4 separate regions of the Mus musculus genome follow, and all the other regions are linked to region 3. A link is a contact called in public Hi-C, HiChIP or PLAC-seq and promoter capture Hi-C data. All regions are on one chromosome and are shown on one strand. Each heading gives the region's core, a stretch centred on a gene start, on an enhancer-like site or on the middle of the called end of the contact. The rest is flanking DNA. Distances are from core to core; before and after follow the strand shown. Region 1 holds the start of Luc7l3 (LUC7-like 3 (S. cerevisiae)). Region 2 holds the start of Col1a1 (collagen, type I, alpha 1). Region 3 holds the start of Xylt2 (xylosyltransferase II). Region 4 holds the start of Abcc3 (ATP-binding cassette, sub-family C (CFTR/MRP), member 3).

What was found. Promoter capture Hi-C pulls out the DNA fragments that hold promoters and counts their contacts. Hi-C and Micro-C count contacts between places; a contact is called where the count stands out from the background. HiChIP or PLAC-seq counts read pairs in DNA pulled down with a chosen protein or histone mark.
Region 1: a contact with region 3 is called in a promoter capture Hi-C map of pre-B cells. The contact joins the promoter of Luc7l3 here to the promoter of Xylt2 in region 3. A contact is called at or near these places in 4 of 39 promoter capture datasets (the C10 cell line, cranial neural crest, hippocampal neurons and 1 more) and 2 of 115 datasets of contacts at active chromatin or transcription factors (embryonic stem cells and extraembryonic endoderm stem cells).
Region 2: a Hi-C map of Th1 cells shows a contact between it and region 3, with 3 times the contacts expected there. The contact joins the promoter of Col1a1 here to the promoter of Xylt2 in region 3. A contact is called at or near these places in 1 of 39 promoter capture datasets (cranial neural crest) and 1 of 484 Hi-C or Micro-C datasets (Th1 cells).
Region 4: a contact with region 3 is called in an HNF4G HiChIP or PLAC-seq map of pancreatic cancer cells. The contact joins the promoter of Abcc3 here to the promoter of Xylt2 in region 3. A contact is called at or near these places in 2 of 39 promoter capture datasets (cranial neural crest and embryonic stem cells), 1 of 484 Hi-C or Micro-C datasets (embryonic stem cells) and 1 of 115 datasets of contacts at active chromatin or transcription factors (pancreatic cancer cells).

What each region holds. Positions count from the first base shown.
Region 1 is chr11:94,320,572-94,323,418 of GRCm38.p6, forward strand. Luc7l3 (LUC7-like 3 (S. cerevisiae)) reads right to left here and starts at 1,392. Exons shown (of 10, transcript NM_001361574.1): 1 at 1,119-1,392. The coding sequence starts at 1,217.
Region 2 is chr11:94,934,913-94,937,917 of GRCm38.p6, forward strand. It overlaps Col1a1 (collagen, type I, alpha 1), which reads left to right and starts at 1,312. Exons shown (of 51, transcript NM_007742.4): 1 at 1,312-1,532; 2 at 2,998-3,005. The coding sequence starts at 1,457.
Region 3 is chr11:94,675,984-94,678,770 of GRCm38.p6, forward strand. It overlaps Xylt2 (xylosyltransferase II), which reads right to left and starts at 1,510. Exons shown (of 11, transcript NM_145828.3): 1 at 1,290-1,510. The coding sequence starts at 1,424.
Region 4 is chr11:94,391,673-94,394,568 of GRCm38.p6, forward strand. It overlaps Abcc3 (ATP-binding cassette, sub-family C (CFTR/MRP), member 3), which reads right to left and starts at 1,318. Exons shown (of 31, transcript NM_001363187.1): 1 at 1,199-1,318. The coding sequence starts at 1,243.

The DNA.
Region 1 (2,847 bases), core at 142-2,641, 360 kb before region 3:
AAACACTGCCTCAAAAACAGAAACAAAACAAAGCTTTTGTTGAGCCATTTTCTCATATTTTATCAAGTGATTTAAAACTGCTGTTTGATTATAACTGCAAGGTAAAATCAAGTGTACCCACTCTCCAGTTCAGATCTAAGACAGTGTGCTCCACGTACAAAACTAGATAAAAAGTACTTGAAATACAGTACAGTATATGCACGAAGAACAGTGCAACCTCAACAGTGCTACAAAAATTAGATTTAGCTTTCCCGATCACCAAGAGACCGAGAGAGAGAGAGAGAGAGAGAGAGAGAGAGAGAGAGAGAGAGAGGCTTTAGCCTCACCTGCGACCCAGGAGTTATAGTTAACCTTTCTAAGAGAGTAAAAGGACCGAATGAGTTTATGTGAAAACAAAAACCTTCACAACTGCCTAGCTGAGGGTCTACTACGGCCATCAAGCACGCGTCAAACGGCCATCAAACCGCATTAGCAAAAAACTGTTCATGATAAAACTGTACCTCGTTCCGTCTTTCAACTGTCTACCTTCTCACAGAAGTGTCCAAATGGCAGCACTCCTAAGCAATGCACTGCTACGATGTCCTTCCCCACGAATACTGGTCGGGAGTCAGGCTATCTATCTATATGACTCCCGACTCTCTCACACACACACACACACACACACACACACACACACTCACACACTCTAGATAGATAGATAGATAGATAGATAGACAGACAGACAGACAGACAGACTGCACCCAAATAACGGAAGCCTGCTTTCTTATTCATACGGTAAAACCCCGGAGCTCTGGTGGAATCAAGCGAGCCCTTCCTTCTTCCTTTTCCCGCGTTTCTCGGCCTCACCAAGGTGCTTCTTCTTCTGCCCAGCCAAGCGCCATCCCGGACTTCCTCCACACAACAACAAACGCCGCTATCCCCCGGATTGGCGCGGAATCCTCCCTCCGTCCTGGGCCGCACGCCCGCCTCCCTCCGCCGTCAGGTGCTTCAGTCGGCGCGGCCAGGTCCCCCCAAATCGCGCCGCACCCCGCTCGGGCCAGCCTCGGCCCGCCCTCGGGTCCCTTCAGCTCCCCCTCCCCCAGTCCCCGGGGCACAGGCCCGAGGCCCACGGGACTTACGCTCTCGTGGTCCCAGCGCACGTTGCTGCGCTTCTCATCCGGGGCGAGGTTTCGGTCCCGGCCCATTAACTCATCCAGCAACTGCGCGGCAGAAATCATGGTGCTTCCTCCGGGCGGCTGCTCACGCCAGCCCTAGCACCCACCCGATAAAAAACCCCACCAGCCGCCCGGCCGCCGAACCAAGCCCCCTCGGCCCACTCTCAAGCTCGAAAAGCCTCTTCCAGAGAGGAGCCGAGAAGACAAAATGGCCGCCGCCCGGGCACCTTCCCAGCATGCCGTGCGCCCGTGGAGACACGCCTAGGCCCGGGCTGCGAGGGCGGGCAGCGCGGCTTCTCCGGCGAGGGGGCGGGACCTCCGGCCCGGGCCCGGGGCAAAGCCCCGCCAGGCACTGACTCCGCCCCCGCCGTGCCTTCCACCCAACGGAGCGGTGGACGCTCTAACGGCTGCCGGTGTCGGCCTCTTTTTTACTTGGAGAAAGAGCAATCTAGCTCTGGGTCCTTTGCCACTGCCCTGAAACGGAGAAAATGTCCCTTTGTCCACGTGGTGTGCGGGGGACCATCTTCCAGGGAGGGAAACAAGAAGAGCGAGCTGCGATCGTGCTCAGACTCCATTTTCCTGTCGCTGTAGTTTCTTCCTCCTCTACCTGTCCTTATTTATGTCTGCACCCTCCACCCTTCCCACACCCACCCAGTTCGATGCTGGGGATTGAACCGGGAACCTTAACGCTTAACGCTCTACCAGCGAGTTAAATCCTCAACTCTTCTACCCGGTTTTGTCCGGACTTCCTCGATTTTTAGGGAGGAAAATCAAGGAATAGACTATATGCGGTGGAGGAATTATGTTGTAATACCTCCAATCCAGGAATTTATCTTCCTTCACTTTGTATCAAATGTGTTACTGTGTGTTCAGGGAATCATAGAGGAGACCAGAGGTTACCCTCTGGAGTCCATTACTCAGGAACTATCCACCTTTGTTTGGTTTTTGGTTTTGTTTTTCGGGATAGGGTTTCTCTGTAACTTTAGCTGTTCTGGAACTCACCAGGCTGGCCTCGAACTCACAGAGATTCCCGTGTCTCAGCCTTATGAGTGCTAGGACGTGCCACCATTGCTCCTCAATCTAAACTTTCAAAAGATTAGGAAAACTTAGCTGGGCTTGCTGTCACCGTATACCTTTTATCTAGGAAGGCACTGGGAAGGCAGAGTCAGGTGGATTTTATGAATTAAAGAGGTTCACCTGCTTCTGCCTCTTAAGTGCTAACACTTGGGAGGCAAAGGCAGGTGAATATCTAAGTTTGAGGCCAGCCTGGTCTACAAAACAAGTTTCTGTATAAAGCCATGGCTGTTATACAGAGAAACCCTTTTTCAAAAAGAATGTCTCACTGGGACGTGAGCTCTCTGTCAGCCTGAAAGCCCTACGAATCCTTTTATTTCTGCTTCCTTAGTACTGCAGCTATAAACCACTGTTTTACATGTATGTGCTGGAGGTTAAACTCTGTTCTTCATGCTGAGTGGTGAACTCCCTGGAATTTCTTTAAAAGTATTAATTCGGCCTTGCAAACTTTTAATCCCTAGCAATCCAGAGGCAAGTTGATCGAGGCCAGCCAGGGCTACATAGTGAGACATTGTCTCAAAAACAAGATTCATATTCAGCTAGGAATAGCAGACCGGGCCTATAATCCCCTTGTTTGGGAGGCTTGGCCAGAAGGATTATTGTTCCAGACCAGCATGGG
Region 2 (3,005 bases), core at 62-2,561, 260 kb after region 3:
ACCACCCACACAGTTTGACAAGATGAAGTTCCTAAGCAGATTGGACAGAGCACCTTTGCAGGGTGCAGGGAGCACCGGGGAAGAACGGACACTGTCTTTTAGCGACAACTTTAAATATAAGCTGCTGTTCTTGGGGGACTACAGATGACCCTTTCCTGACGGCAGAGGTGGGGAGCAATGGCCAAGATTTTCAGCAAAGAAGTGAGGACATGGGAAGAAACCATTAAATAAAGTCCCTCAGCTACCAAACACAAGTTTCTGCCACACACTGAGTTCACCTAGGTGTCCCCAGACCACATCCAAGTACAATTAGAAAAGAGGGCTCTCTGTAGCTTTGAGAACACCCCTCTATGGCCAAGTACCTTCTACCTGTTCATTCTGCATTGATATTGCTACATAAGAGGGCCTCTAACAAATCTCTGGCTGTGGCCACAGCTGACACAAGACCTTTTTCTAAAACATCCCTGGTCACAGGCTTCCTGCAACAAACTCACATCCCAGTGCTGGGATGGAGGAGGTCAGAGAAGAATTTATACAACATGCCCCAGGCCCCAGCTTTGAGGACCCAGAAAGCCCCCTGCCCACACTGCTGCTCATCACTTAATGCATAAGCATTCTTCTGGAAGGACAAGGATGTCAAAGGTCTCCCCAAGCCTCAGCCTCAGAGCTGTTATTTATTAGAAAGGTGTGTCTGGCATGGCAGAACAGATAGGCACCCCCTTCCTTTCAAACCACCACATATCTGACTCTTAGTATCTGTGAAGAGATGTATAACTGTTCACAAATATTCCTACCCTCCATTCCTGGGTCCACACCATGAGGTGATCCCCTCCCTCCAACAGGCACATCTGCTTAGCTGATAGGTTCTAATCAGATTAATCTAACTTATTCCTTAGTTCTTCCCCAGGATGCCTGAAAGATTACTAGGCATGGCCAGGAGGACCTTTTCCCAATTATTCCTGACACTGATCCCTTTGTAGTGTTTCCCAACTCAGATTCTCAGTTCTACATCCTTCTGATTTGAAGTCCCAGAAAGAAAGTACAAGGGGTATTCTCTACCCACACTCAGTATACTGAGGGCCCAGCCACACTCCAGTGACAGCACCTCTGGCCCATGTAGATCTGGGGGGCAAGGGCGGCAGAGTTGCGGGAGGGGGGGCGCTGGGTGGACTCCTTTCCCTTCCTTTCCCTCCTCCCCCCTCTTCGTTCCAAATTGGGGGCCGGGCCAGGCAGTTCTGATTGGCTGGGGGCCGGGCTGCTGGCTCCCCCTCTCCGAGAGGCAGGGTTCCTCCCAGCTCTCCATCAAGATGGTATAAAAGGGGCCCAGGCCAGTCGTCGGAGCAGACGGGAGTTTCTCCTCGGGACGGAGCAGGAGGCACGCGGAGTGAGGCCACGCATGAGCCGAAGCTAACCCCCCACCCCAGCCGCAAAGAGTCTACATGTCTAGGGTCTAGACATGTTCAGCTTTGTGGACCTCCGGCTCCTGCTCCTCTTAGGGGCCACTGCCCTCCTGACGCATGGCCAAGAAGACAGTAAGTTCCAAACTCTGGGGAGTTTACTACAGCTTCTTGGTATTGCGTTCTGTATAGAGGGGTCCTAGCAGATAAGACTTAAATGGAGGTGCAGGGCTGCTCCAGAGGCAGGGATGGGACGGTGATGGAGAGGAAACGGGATGAGAGAGGTCACCCTGTTGAGCAGATGAGGGGGAGCAGTTCTCAGAAGTGGAGCCTTGCATGAGATGGCCCAGGAAGAAATTTCAAGCACCCATCTGTAGCACAACAGGAAAAGTGGGAATCTGGACACGGGTTGGGGCAGAGTACGTCGAAAATGAAATAAGGCCTCTGGAATAGAGATTCGGAGCTCAAGATGTAAAAGCTATCAAAAAGGCTGCGGGATGATTCATAAGGAAAGATTGTTTGCCCTCTCTGCAGGCTAGACAGTGTTGCTGGGGCCTCCGGGGTGCTGGGCTCTCGGGGGGGGGGGAGGGGACGCACGGAGAGGGCGGGTTGCTGGATGAGAAAGTTTGGCTAGGACTTGACTGGGCGCGGTCCCTGTGCCTCCTGCTGGCCAGCCGAGAGCACTACGAGTCCTGGTACAGCACTTTACAGCGCACAGGCTGAGAAGGAAAACCTGGGTTATTGCGGACCCTCATCTCCAGACTAGGAAAATAAAAGCAGGGATGGATGGGGTAGCTCTGGTCTTTGAAAGAAGTGACCCAGGCCGAGTAAAAGTCGGTCCGCCCCTGCATTGCTTAGTTTTGCCCGCCACCTAGTGGTTGCCTTGATCAGGTCCTGGAGCGGTGGGCGTGGTTAACTCATCATTACTATTTGTAGACTTGACTTCTTTGGCTAAGGAGATTCCAAAGCACTACTGGCTTTGAAGGACCCGGCTTGTCTAGTTAGCAAGTTTTCAAGATTCCTGGGAGCTGGAAATTGGGATGTATCTAACTTTAGGGATACATTTTACTACACTGGACAGGGCTCCACTGAAATCAGCCCCTCCACATTGTAGCCCCGCCCATTCCGCCCCACCTGCCCCGGGAAAGGAGGTGGGACCAGGGCTGAATTTCCCCTTCTCTCCTCCCACCCCCGCCTCCTGTCTCCGCGCAAACCACGTCCCACGAGCCCCCACCTACTGCGTAGGAGCCCTCCTACTCTCCTTCAGCAGGCTTTTTTATTTCATTTGGTTCCCGCGCGCGTGGGCTGAAGTTGTTTGGAAGAAACCCCAGTCTAGAGCTTTGTTTAAATTCCTGAGAACTGGGACGTTATAGTCCTGGCCAGGCGCCCTGGTGCTGTCACTGAACGTCGCCGATATGGAGCAGACCTGCATTTAAGGATTTGAGGGAAGAATATAGGGAGTGGGGGGAAAGATTCAGGAAGTGGGAAGTCTCCGTGCGCCTCTTAGACAGGGCAAAGAGTGAGTAAGGCTGGGATCCCTGGTGCTCCGGGGTAAGGTCTCTGACCCGCACACATCCTGTGTCTCTTCCCATTTGCTCAGTCCCTGAA
Region 3 (2,787 bases), core at 260-2,759:
CACATAGATGAGGGTCAGAGGGCTCTTCTGCGGCCCACACCATCAGAGATGTCCCAGTTGCCCAAAGAACAAGCTCTTCCTACACAAGTCACAGCCAGCTTCCCCAGGACGGGCTTCGGCGCCTTCTGGAGTCGCTGACGGTCCCAAGTTCCTCCTCTCCTCACCCCCTCAGCATCTTGATTCTCCCCAAAACTGGAAGAGCAGCTCTTCTCCCAGTCTCCACACCAGGTCTTTGGGACTGACCAGGTGCAGGAAGGGAAGGCTTCTAGGCTCCATGCCTTCTTCACCCTACCAGGTAAAGCCCAAAAGGATGTGACAAGAGAGCCTCTGTCCCGAAGCCTTGGAGACACAGGGACAAGGGGGCGGGGGGCAGAAGCAAGAACCCCTAATCTCTGTCCACAGTTTAGGGCTTTGATTTGACTGACCCTCCCCACCTTTCCAGAACGGACCTAGACCCCACTGGACCCCTCCTAACCACACAACCAGGAGGGTGTGTCTGAGTCTGCAACTAAAAGCACCAGTGAAGAGAAAGCAGATCCCTGGGGTCAGGGTCTGGAGCTCACAGCTGCTCCTCCATTACCCCAGAGCCAGAGATGCCTCTTTCCTCCTTTGATGTCCTGAGGCCAACTCAACAGTTCACCTTCCATTCCCATCCCCTCCTGAAGATCCACCAGGGTTCTTCCCTGGCTGAGAAAGCCACGCCTTGAGAACACTTCAGTATTTTTTTTCCCTTGGGGTGACTCCTGTTCACTCTATTCCCGTGTATACACTTTGTCACAGGCCATAATTCCACCCCCTGAGCTCCACTTCACCACCAGTCGCTGCTTCTCAGGCGCAGCTCAACACGAATGCCCAGGGTCCCTTGGCCCCCACTCTTCCGCCCACAGCACGTACACCACCGCCCCCTCCCAACTTCAGAAAGTTTGGCCTGAGGCTCCCCACCTCCGAGCAGGCTGGGGCCCAGTCGCTCCTCCCAGCCCAGATCCCCGAGCCTGACCTTCATCGTTCCCCGGGACGGAGACCATCCCACCATGTCCCGCTCATCCCTTCGCGCCCCCCAGTTCGCCGGCCGCCTCGACCTCCGAGTCACGCACCGCTCCCTCACGCAGCCAGCCAGGCCCTCCAGTAAAGGGAGCGTTGGGGACCGGAGGCTGGGCTCCAGCAGGCTGCCTGCGCCTTGCTCGCACGCGGCCCGTGCCCCACTTGCCTGGCCGGGGCCGCCCGCAGCCCCGCCAGGACCCCGCGCGCCCCCGCGCCCGGCCTGCCCGCCCGCACGGCCGTCGGAGCACCTCGCCCGGCTCGTCCTCCTCCAGGCCGCTGAAGCTCCACACCACCAGGCCCTGCAGCAGCAGGATGGCCAGTGCGGTGGCGATCGCCAGCTTGTAGCGCCGCACCAGCTTCTGCACCCGCGCGCTCGCCACCATCTTCCTGCCCGGGACGCGGGGCGCGCGTCCGGCCCTGCAAACCGGCCGCGGGCGTGCGCACAGGCGCGGGGCCCCGGAGTCCCTCCTCACTCCGCCCAGATGGGCGGGCAAAGGGCGGGGCCCGAGGCCCCACCCTCTCGTGGGCTGGGCGTGGGGCAGTAGGCGGTCCGCTCGTTTCTGTCTCCAAGGTTTGAGTCTTGTGCTTGGGGTCTTTTCCACATCTCTATGAGTGTCTGCCTGTGGAAGAATCATTTCCTGACCGCAAAAGCATTGTCCCGGAGTGCGGAGGATCTGCGGCCTGACCGCTCTGGTGTCGCAGGGCATGGGGGGAGGGGGAGTCAGCTGGCCCCCACCCCTGGGAAATGCTGGCACTCTCAAGACGTGTGAGTACCACCTGCCCTGCCTAAAATCTGAAGGCCGCATCCCTGAAGACAAAGCATAGGCCCTTGACTGACTTCTGAGGCTCTTCACGAAATTGACTTGCCACTCTGCAACCTCTCATCCCAAGCATCCTCAGGCCTCTGCTGGTGTTGTGGCTCTCAACTTCTAGCTTACGTCAGAATCTCCTGGAAGATGATTTAAAAAACAGCGCCAGTTCTCACTCCTGGAGTTTAGAACCTCCGAGAATTAAATTTTTCAACAAGTTCCGCTGCTGCTGCTGCTCTGGGATCACGCTTGGAGACCCACCAGACCTTAGCATATGCTGTTTTCGCTCCACCCCATCAGTGACATCTTGGCTTGTGCCTCGCTAGCACAATTTAAGCATCTGGTGGTAATTTCTCTGCGAACGTGCCTCGTTCGCCATTGAAGCCTTGGCCCTCAGCTTTAAAGCTCAGTAAATGTTAGGAGAGTAGGGAGCTGAGAGAACCCACCTGGTTGACCATACTGCTTTCTGGCGTGTTCAAGAGCCGTGTCCAGTAAGGACTAAACACACCCGGGGCCTCACCTGATCCCAGCAGACCACGGTGGGCAGTGGAAGGAGGTAAGAAGGTGCCTGCCAGAGCAAGGTGACTAGAGGCAACAAAACCCACAGCAGAAACGCTTCACATTTTAAGTAAACAAACAAGCGAGCTATTTGATCCAGTTGCCTTGCTGTGCTACCTGGCCTGATCTGCCTTACACTAGGACTCTCACCAACTTGGTAAAGTATTTATTGTCTACAGTAGCTTTTAATTCTTGACTCTCCCATCATTACCTCCCAAGTGCAAAACAGAAGTTTGTCTTCGTTTGTCTGAGATAGTGTCTCGTGTATCCCAGGCCAGCAAAATACAGCTGAGGTTGACCTTGAACTTCTGATCTACCCGCCTCCACTTCCAGAGTGCTAGGATAACAGGCCCAAGGCATCATAAAGAATTTATACATC
Region 4 (2,896 bases), core at 68-2,567, 280 kb before region 3:
CCCCTGGGTAATGAGAAAGTAGCCCCGTGTCACACTCTGCCTGTGAGGCTGAGATTGTGTCCCCAGTTGCTTTGCCTGGTGGAGGAACAAGTGCTGAGGCTGCACACACTTCAGACGCTTAAGATGACTGATACAAGGATTTGAGGAGAGACACAGAAAGTTACCTTTCTGCACTGAGCTTGTGCGCGTGCGCACATACCATACCCTCACGGTACTGTGTTTTGAGCCCAGTCTCCTGCATATCAGGCAAGCGCCACGCCCCTGAGCTATAACCCCAGTACAAAAGACCTGCTTTAACTTACTTTATTTTTATCTGGTTTCGTGGAATTGGTGTTTTGGCACAATTCCTTACCTCTCTAGACCCCCATTTCCCTTATCTATCAATGGAAAGGTTTGGGCTTGGACACCTCAGTTCTCCCTCTCCTCTCCTCTCCTCTCCTCTCCTCTCCTCTCCTCTCCTCTCCTCTCCTCTCCTCTCCTCTCCTCTCCTCTCCTCTCCTCTCCTCTCCTCTCCTCTCCTCTCTCTCTCCTCTCTCTCTCTCTCCTCTCTCCTCTCTCTCTCTCATATGTCCTGGGTGTAGATAGGGTCTCCTCACAGACCTGCAGGTGGATCTTGCTCACAGAAACAGTAGCCTCCCAAAACAGGGCCTGGAAGGTCTAGCTGTACCAAGTCCTGACGGATCAGGGCTCTGGATGCCCTAGGGTATAGGCAAGGAAGATTGGATGAACAACCAAGGCACAGTTACTGGGTCGGGTCCAGTGGAGGTGGGGTCGGGTGGATTCATTCATTAGGGATGCAGGCAAAATACAAAGTGTTCTTCTATGCAAAACGCAAAAAGTCCCTGGGATCCACCAGACAGAGAGACTTACACCAACAGGCAAGCGCCTGAGCTTCCCTATTCTTGGCGCCCTGCAACTACAGATTCCAGGAGCCTCCTTTCTGCCTAGCTTCTCCCCGCGGTAGGTCAAGGCACAGCCGTGGCTATACATCCTTCTGCGCCCATTCTTCCCCCTTTGGAGCTTAGACCCTCCCAGGTCTGACTATGCACATCCGCCTTTCCAGGGCATCAGCTGCTGCTCCCGCACTCCGCACTCCGGAGGTGCGTCCTCCGGAAGGCTGTGTTGGGGCGAGAGACCAGACATCCCACGGTTGACACCTACTTCCTCCGTAGCACGGATACCAAGAGACGCTTCTTACCCAGAACTTGGAGCCCAGCTCTCCGGAGCCGCACAGGCGGTCCATGTGGCTCTGGTGCACCGCAGGACTTGGAATCTCAGTTCAGCTCAGCCCCAGCAGATCTGCCCCGGAACCGCCTCTGACTCCCTGCTCCATAGGCACTCCTCCCCGCCCCGCCCTCAGGCCCTCTGGGTCAAGTTCTCCCTGTCCCCAGCGATTGCAACACAGCCTTGGTAAAAGTGCTGGTACCTAAAGGATAATGTAAGAAAGGGACAGTAGAGTAAGGATGGGTAATTAATTGACTGTACTAGTCCCTGAGCTTATAGACCCCGAAGCTGATGGACGTGAGAATGAGTCTCACTGTAAAAGAAGTCCTTTCTAAAGGTAGGGTCATTTCTGGCTTTATATATAAATAGGAGATCATTGTCTATAGTATGTGAAGTGCTCGTGAGCCTAGTCTCTTTCTTCATACGTTACCAGAGAACTGAGACCAGCACATTTATGTGATGTGTCTATGCACATGTGTACAGCAGGGGAGTGGGGCATGAAGTTGGTCCTAGTACCAAATAGATGGGTGTATGACTTCCCTGTGGTCCCCTTAAGTTGCTGCCTTCTCAGGTTCTGTGGCTCCCGTGTCTTGCCCAGGGCACTTCTCTTCCCCACTTTTGCACTGGTGAAGTATGGATCACCATAATAGAATCCTTCACACTGAGTTTTCTGAGGATTCAACAGAAAAAACAAAACAAAACAAAACAAACTATAACCCGCATGGACTACATGTAATACCCAACCTAGGTTAATTCTAGTGAGGCCTCAGGAAAATCCCTCACTAACACCTTGACCCTTTGTTGTTGCTGTCATGGCTTTTTTTTTTTTTTTTTTTTTTTTTTTTTTTTTTTTGGCTTTTCGAGAAACCACAGGGTTTCTCTGTGTAGCCCTGGCTGCCCTGGAAATCACTTTGTAGACCAGGCTGGCCTCGAGCTCAGAAATCCACCTGCCTCTGCCTCCCAAGTGCTGGGATTAAAGGCGAGTGCCACCACACCCGGCTCACTGTTATGTTTTTTTGTTTGTTTAAGACAGAGTTTCTCTGAATAGCCTTGGCTACCCTTGAACTCACTCTGTAGACCAAGCTGGCCTCGACCTCAGAGACCTGCTTGCCTGTGCCTCCCAAGGGCTGGGATTAAAGGCGTGCACCCGTGTCTTAACGCTGAGCCTCCACATTGTCAGTCTGTAAAATGGCCTTCCCAGCTTGGCTACGCTGGGTTCCCCTCCTTCTCTCTCTTCCCTGATACGATCCCAACTCACCCACACCTCTCTGGAGTGAGCAGAAATCCTCTTGGTCTAATTTACCCCTGTCTCTATCTGCAAGCTCTTGGTGTGTGTGTGTGTGTGTGTGTGTGTGTGTGTGTGTGGTTGGCATTTGTTTCCCAGTCAGGACAGGGTATTTTTAGCCTCCTGAAGGCGTTGGAGGGACCCGGTAGGACAGTGTAGACCATCCGTTACCCCTCTGGGCAGGCACGAAGTACTGGAAGCCAGATTAGGGAGAAGCTAGTAGAGTGGGGGTGGGACAGTTAGTCACCTGTTCGATTTCTCTCCTCCCTCTGCCCCTTTCTCTCCCATCCTGTCTTCCTCCAACCTCTGTACAGAAGACTTCGTGGAGCTTCCGTAACTTGTCAGCGTGCCCTTGGTTACACTTCTGTGTGAAGACTCTGGAAGGTC